Linked DNA regions of Danio rerio: region 1 is linked to region 2. Evidence: chromatin contacts called from public HiCAR-type data. All regions are on one chromosome and are shown on one strand. The core of a region is the stretch at or near the end of the contact, and the rest is flanking DNA. Distances in the headings are between cores, read along the strand shown. Region 1 holds the start of rap2ab (RAP2A, member of RAS oncogene family b). Region 2 holds the start of mbnl2 (muscleblind-like splicing regulator 2).

Evidence for each region. HiCAR-type assays count read pairs that join an accessible place to other places.
Region 1: a contact with region 2 is called in a HiCAR-type map of caudal fin, with 4 times the contacts expected there. The contact joins the promoter of rap2ab here to the promoter of mbnl2 in region 2. A contact is called at or near these places in 2 of 4 datasets of contacts at active chromatin or transcription factors (caudal fin and embryo).

Annotation. Positions count from the first base shown.
Region 1 is chr1:2,960,023-2,963,617 of GRCz12tu, forward strand. It overlaps rap2ab (RAP2A, member of RAS oncogene family b), which reads left to right and starts at 1,539. Exons shown (of 2, transcript NM_001145705.1): 1 at 1,539-1,852. The coding sequence starts at 1,539.
Region 2 is chr1:2,839,045-2,842,756 of GRCz12tu, forward strand. It overlaps mbnl2 (muscleblind-like splicing regulator 2), which reads left to right and starts at 1,645. Exons shown (of 6, transcript NM_001161671.1): 1 at 1,645-1,900.

The DNA of each region.
Region 1 (3,595 bases), core at 289-2,788, 120 kb after region 2:
CACAGTTCAGATGTTTTGAATATAATGTGTTCAAGAGTGTCATGTTGGGGAGCGTGTACACAGCTCGCTGTTTTAGGGGCGTGTTTCTTCACATGAAAATTAGTTTCAAATTCCCGCCCTATGTAACAAGGGGGCGGAGCCAAGAGCTCCCTTGCTCGGTTTGGCAACAGACAGAGAGAAGCAACATGAGTGAGAGGATCAGCATTCAGCCGTACATGTACGACTCGGACACAGACAAAGCAGAGAGTACACAATCATTAGTGTCTTTGTATATTTTTACAGCCAACTGTGTGCTAGTTTAAAGTGCCGAGCTTGTACACCGAGACTAATAACCACACACACTGAACACTGAACAATATGAAGTGAATAATATATACTTGAATGTAACATTTTTCATGTGCATTTATTATGACAGTCTTACAATACCATGTGTGTGTGTGTGTGTGTGTGTGTGTGTGTGTGTGTGTGTGTGTGTGTGTGTGTGTGTACCCAGTGAACTGCTGATGCATAATAGATATGATTTACCACTGATGTAACTCAAGCCAGACTCACGTCTGCTGTCGCTCTCTAATGAAACCTGCAGACCTCCACATGTGGAGATGGATAATTTAGGAGGTAAGAAGCGCTGCATAACACACACACACACACACACACTCATCTGTGTATGAGATTACATAAGGATGTGCTGCAGGAATGTTTGAATGTCTTTGTGTTAGATAACAAAACCTCCACTGCTCGAGCAACATGTTTCATGTACAAACCGACAGACGCAGTGTTGACTTTCTAGCAGAGCAAAAAGATCTAAAGCACTGCAGACTGAAGTGATGCAGACGCTCAGCCTCCGTCAGCGCACACAATGGCCGCATCCCTGTTGCTTTCTATTTCAGGTGCTGATGCAGGCGACGCGCTGTTGCCATAGGAACAGCATCCCAGCTTCGTTTATTGACACGCTCCTTGGCACCGCCTCTCATTGGTCGCGTGGCTGATGCAAAAAGCGGAAGTCCCGCCCACAACGCACAACATTGCCTTATTTAGAGCGACAGGCGTGGCTCACAGCGCTCCTATTGCACGCGCAATCCATCAATCCCGCTGCAAAACTCCTATCCTAGATGCGTGATCCGTGGCTTCAGAAGGTCTCCACCCGAGAGTATGGCGGTTGAGTATGCTGGAAGATGCAGAATAGCGTGCATCTCCTATTCAGGAATGCAGCAGTATCCTTAAAGCTCTCCAAATTACGCGCTGACGCGACGCGTAATGCTCATCTTTACGCGTTTCATCAAGCTAAACATGCTCGCGCATCGCGTTTCTAGAGGTTACATCTTCAAGCAGATGTCTGGCTCTAATAGGCGCTTGCAGATGCCATGAAGTCCGCGCATTGGCTCTTTGTGCGCCTGTGTTATTTGTCTCTGTGGTGAGCGTTGTAATACAGTCAGCCATGGCTCCGCGTCTGCTCCACTTCTGCAGTATTCAAGGCGAGTCACACCGCTGTTAGCTGGGCTCCACAACGCGCGCGTCTCGTCGGATCCGCTCGCGGCGCAATGCGCGAGTATAAGGTGGTGGTGCTCGGCAGCGGAGGGGTCGGCAAATCCGCGCTCACCGTGCAGTTCGTGACCGGGACCTTCATCGAGAAGTACGACCCGACCATCGAAGACTTCTACCGCAAGGAGATCGAGGTGGACTCGTCGCCGTCGGTGCTGGAGATCCTGGACACGGCCGGCACCGAGCAGTTCGCGTCCATGCGGGATCTCTACATCAAGAACGGGCAGGGCTTCATCCTGGTCTACAGCCTGGTCAACCAGCAGAGCTTCCAGGACATCAAGCCCATGAGGGACCAGATCATCCGGGTCAAGAGGTAAGATCTTCGTGGAAACACCAGCCTATTGAGTTATTAACATTTTAGCAGGACTTGTTCATTACGGAACCATAACTTTCAAATGGTACTTCAGTACACGTCCATAAACATTTCATCTCAAACGTACAGTATTTACCATGGTAAATTGACAGTATCACACACTAACACAATTGTACAAGACTAAATACCTATTTACATCTCTTGATGTTTAAATACAGCTGTGTGATGATCAAATGACATACTACTGTGACAAAACTTGGAAATTTACCATGGTAAATTTCCTAAAGCAGGGTAATACTTGTTTTTGTTGCTTTTTCTCAATATTACTGAATGTAGCTTGGCAAAATGACAATATTATACAGTAACACCATGGTGTAAACCAAAATACCCTCTTACATTGCTTCATGCTGTACCATGGTAAATGTCCAAAAACATCGCCTACTCAAATTTCCATTGTGTCACCATCATTTTAGCAGGATGAATATAATATGGATTTATTGCATCACAACTTTACATGGCACCACCGTGTTTTTTCATGTCATGGTACTTCAGTATTGACACCATGGTACAAGACCAAAATGCCCACTTACATTTGCTGATGCTTTACTATCGCTGTGTGATGATAAAGTAGCATACTACTATGACAGAACTTGGAAATTTACCATGGTAGATGTAATTATTTTTTATTTGTTGCTTTCATTTCAATCTTACAGTATGTACCATGGTATAATCACAGTATCATACACTTACACCATCATACAAGACCCAAATACCCACTTGCATTTCTAGATGCTTTATTATAGCAGTGCAATGGTTGATATGTACATTTACAATGTGTTAATCATTTTAGCTGGATGACTATAATATGGACTTATTTCTTAAGACATCATAACTTTACATGGTAAATACTGGGTGTTTTACTTCAGCAGTGTGATGGTTGGAAATGTGCCATGGTAAATGTCCAAAAACATGGTATTTCCAGCTTTCCAAGGCACCACCTTGTTTTTTCATGTCATGGTACTTCAATATTTGTTACACGTCCATAAACATTTCATGTCAAACCTACAGAATGTACCATGGTAAAATGACAGTATCATACACTAACACCATCATGCATAACCAAAATACCCACTTACATTTCTGAATGTTTTATCATAGCAGTACAATGGTTAAAATATACCATGGTAAATGTCCTAAAATGGAGTAATACATGTTTTTTTTCTTTGTTGCATTCATCTCAAACTTACAGAATGTACCATGGTAAAATGACAGTATCATACACAAACACTTTTGTACAAGACCAAAATACCAACTTACATTTCTGAATGTTTTACTAGCTGTGCGATGGTAAAACAGCATACTACTATCACAAAACATGAATATTTACCATGGTAAATGTGCATTTTTTTCAGTGTGCTGCTTTCAACTTGATCTTACAGTATGTACCATGGTAAAATGACAGTATCATACACTAACACCATCATACAAGACCAAAATACCCACTTACATTTCTAGATGTTGTTATTTGGAAATTTACTATGGTGAATGTCCAAAAACATAGTATAACCTACTTAAATTTCCATTGTGTTACCATCATTTAAGCAGGATGAATATAATATAAACTTATTCCTCATGACATCATAACTTTGCATGGCACCAGCGTGTTTTTTTATCATGTCATGGTACTTCAGTATTTGGTGCACATCCAAAAACAATTCATCTTAAATGTACAGTAAGTACCAC
Region 2 (3,712 bases), core at 395-2,894:
AAATTATATATATTTTTGTTTTAATTTCATATAAAAACAATAGTAAATATTGTAACATTTTTATAATGTTATTTTTTATTATAATTAAAATTTTATTTTTGGAAAGATGTACATGGTAACGTCATCATTAAGATGTAAAATGATTAAAAATTTCAGTTCATTAATAAGCAATTTAGGAGTTTATTGAGGGAAAAGTTAGCTAATGGTTTATTAATTATAGGCCTACCTGAAAATAAATAAAGTTTGAGTATTAAAAGTAACATTAAAACAAATTTTGTCATGACTTTTAGAGATCATTTCAATTTTTGCAGTGTAGTTAATAGCTTATAACACTAAAATCCCTACTTGAACTCTACACCCTACAGCTAGATATCTTACACGCAGATTTATGATTATGTTTTGCATCTAGTTTGCATATATAATTTTCCTCTTCAGTAATTCACAGAGACTTTTTTCCATTTTAATGCTGTAGTATAATCTCAAGTAAACCCACCCCAGATTGATGATTACGTTTTGCATATGTTTTCTATTGTATTGTTTAATGTTTCACAAAGACGTCATGATTTTTACCATTTATTGCAGATAAAACTGCCCCTAAAGGCCTAATTTTGAAAATGGCAGCCATTACCTTTCAATTATGCACTTCCAATCTTCAACCATAAAATAATAAGTTAAAGTAATACATGTCATGCCTTTTTGATCGTATACATGTTTACAGTGTAGTTAATAGCTTATAACACTTTAACAAACACTTTGATTACCAACAAGCAGGTTTATGATTACATTTGCATACATTTTCCATAGTTCTGTTTAGTGTTTCACAGAGATTTCATGATTTTGACATTTTATTGTAGATAAACCCACCCCTAAAGGCCTTATCTTTTAAAAATGGCAGTCATTACTTTTTAATTATGCACTTCTAGTCTTCATACTAAAAGTAATATGTTAAAATAACACATTTTGTCATGCATTTTTGATTGTATACATGTTTACAGTGTAGTTATTAGCTTATAACACTTTAACAAACACTTTGACTATCATGCCTAATGGGCAAAGTACTTAAACCCTACACCCAATAGCTATATATATTCAACAAGCAGCTTTATTATTATATTTTCCAAACTCATTTTCAAAATGGCAGCCATTACTGTTCAATTAAGCACTTCCGGCTTTCAGTCTAAAAGTAATAACTTTGCTAATATTACAGCCCTCTCACTCAGTGGATTGACATGTAAACAGTCACGTTTCCAGTCTTCTGAATGCGATCGTCACTATTAGAGATGTAAAATCAGGCCTTCAGCTTGTTGATTTCGCAGCGCTGGAGCCCAAATCCACGGGGCCCTCGGGAGATTCACTCGTGTTTCCAGGCAACAAGCAGACCCTTGCCCTTCCCTGGGCTCCTGACATTCATTCGGACCACACCATCTCACACTGTAAATAGGGGAGGGTGTAAACTAATAGCGTGATGATTTCCCTGATTAAATTCGATTCACTTAGCATCATAAACAGCTTTTAGAAATCGTGTGTTGCATACATTAAAATAAATATGAATTCATATTAATTTTAAGACACATTTGAGGTTTATAAAGTAGAAAGCACCCCCTTTGGAGTCACATGACTTGGTCCCTCCTCCCACGAGCTGTCAGAGCAGCTTGTTGCACGACCAGCTTTTTGGTAAACTAACTAACTTGGGTTTGGCGTGAAAACGCAAACCACTTGCCTGACAAACCGCGTTTTCGCCTGGACCGACGAGAATGTTCGCTTCGGTTGTAAAGCAAGCCTTAGTTCTGTTGACTTAACGAGTCATTTTCATCAGCGAGGCAGTTTCCATCGAGCTCTGCTTTTGCCGTCTGCGTGATTTGTGGTCAAGAACACGGCAGCGGCTGGTCATGGTAACCAGGTAAGCGACATGTACAATTTAAACCTATTTCAAGCGATGTTTAAATGTTTATCATCGATACATATACTATGTTTAATGTCAGTACAGTGTTTGTTTATTGCAGTCTGAGAGAGCGTGTTTAGCTAGCGCTGGATTCGTCGCTCAGTGATGTCGACACGGGTTTAGTTAACGTAACGTCGTGTTTCCTTGTTTTCGAGAGATGTTATTAATACATCACAATAATAAAAGTGCACAATCGAGCGTCACAAGTGTGAATATGTAGATAAAACAACTACGATATGACGCTAGACGAAAAAAGCACGCGTGCTGGGCCGTAAAAGCATCGTTTAAATAGCGTAGTTTGATATTTAGTATGAGTTAATAATAATAATCCATGAAAAATGTGAGTTGACAGATTATTTTTATGGTTGTTTTATATGACAGACGGTGCCTTTTCCCGCGTCACCGCTCTGGCACTTCGTGAGGTGAATTAACCGAATAAATCACGTCAGTTATAAACCGTCATGCGAGTTTTCGCGCGATTAATGATGTCACGACTGAATAAGAGTTTATTTTTAATTTAGTAAAGGTATATAAATGTTGATAATCATAACTCGGACGCTAAATGCTAATCAAATCTGTAAACTCAGTTTTGATTTCAGTTTGTGTTTGAGTGTTGTTTAGTGTATTAGAATAAATATCATCCGAATTTATCGTCTATAAATAGCCACTTTATTAGAGTTGTGTAATATATAAATGATGATGACGATGAGTTGGCACTATCTTTCTAACGTTAACGTTACTTCAGACTGCTGGATCTTTTCCCCTCGTCATCATAGCTGCGTGAGGAGAATTTAACCGAATATATTAACCCAGTTGATCAATAATCCGCGAATATGCTGTATTTCTGTCCGGAGAGTCTACAGTTTGACATATGGTTCTCCCATCTAGGCTAGTCTTGTCATGAAACCGCTCCCAAACCGCGCGCCACACCCCGTGCGCGCGCGCCGAGCACGTGAGATCACAACAACTAGTTCATTATTATAACCATCATCACCAACACAGACACACACACACACAACTACTAGAACGATTCCATTATAAACGCAGCTGTCGACGCGTCACGAGCTTGCTGTGTGTCATTGTTTAGCTACGTCGCGTCTGACGTTTTCTCAGTGAATGAGACCCTTGCAAAGGCTAACCCTACTACAGTACTGATATTAATGTTATTTATGGAGCATATAAGGATCCTAGCATTATTATCGTGTTTTATTTTATATTATATCATCGTGATGCATGTTAAACTGACATGCTATAGCCATGCTTTGTATTATAAATTTATTTAGAAGATTTTCTTTTATTTTAAACATTGTCAAGCAGGTCTACAGGCAAAGGGTTTAACTAAATAAAAATACAACAACAACAATAATAATAAACTCAGCATAATTTAATGCAAGTTTACTTACATAGCTTAGACTTATACCTTATTCATAGTGCTTTTCACAATAGTTATCACTCCAAAGCAGCTTTAAAATAGGTGGACATCATTACTAGTGTGCGAATTACACATTGACTTATGGGGGGTCAACTTTTTTTTAGTAATTTAGTAATACATACTTCAGTGAACTAAATTTATGAATGTATTTAAATTACATCTAATTTATTAATACAATGTATTTGAGGGATATTTAGTGACTATTTTAGTGGTTACTGTAGGTCAAACTATACAAATGATGTGTCAAATTTAATTTTTTTAGGCTACATGGAGATATAAACACCTATTTTACAAGAAACATGTTTTGTGAATACTTAAGATGTCTATCGGTGCTCTAA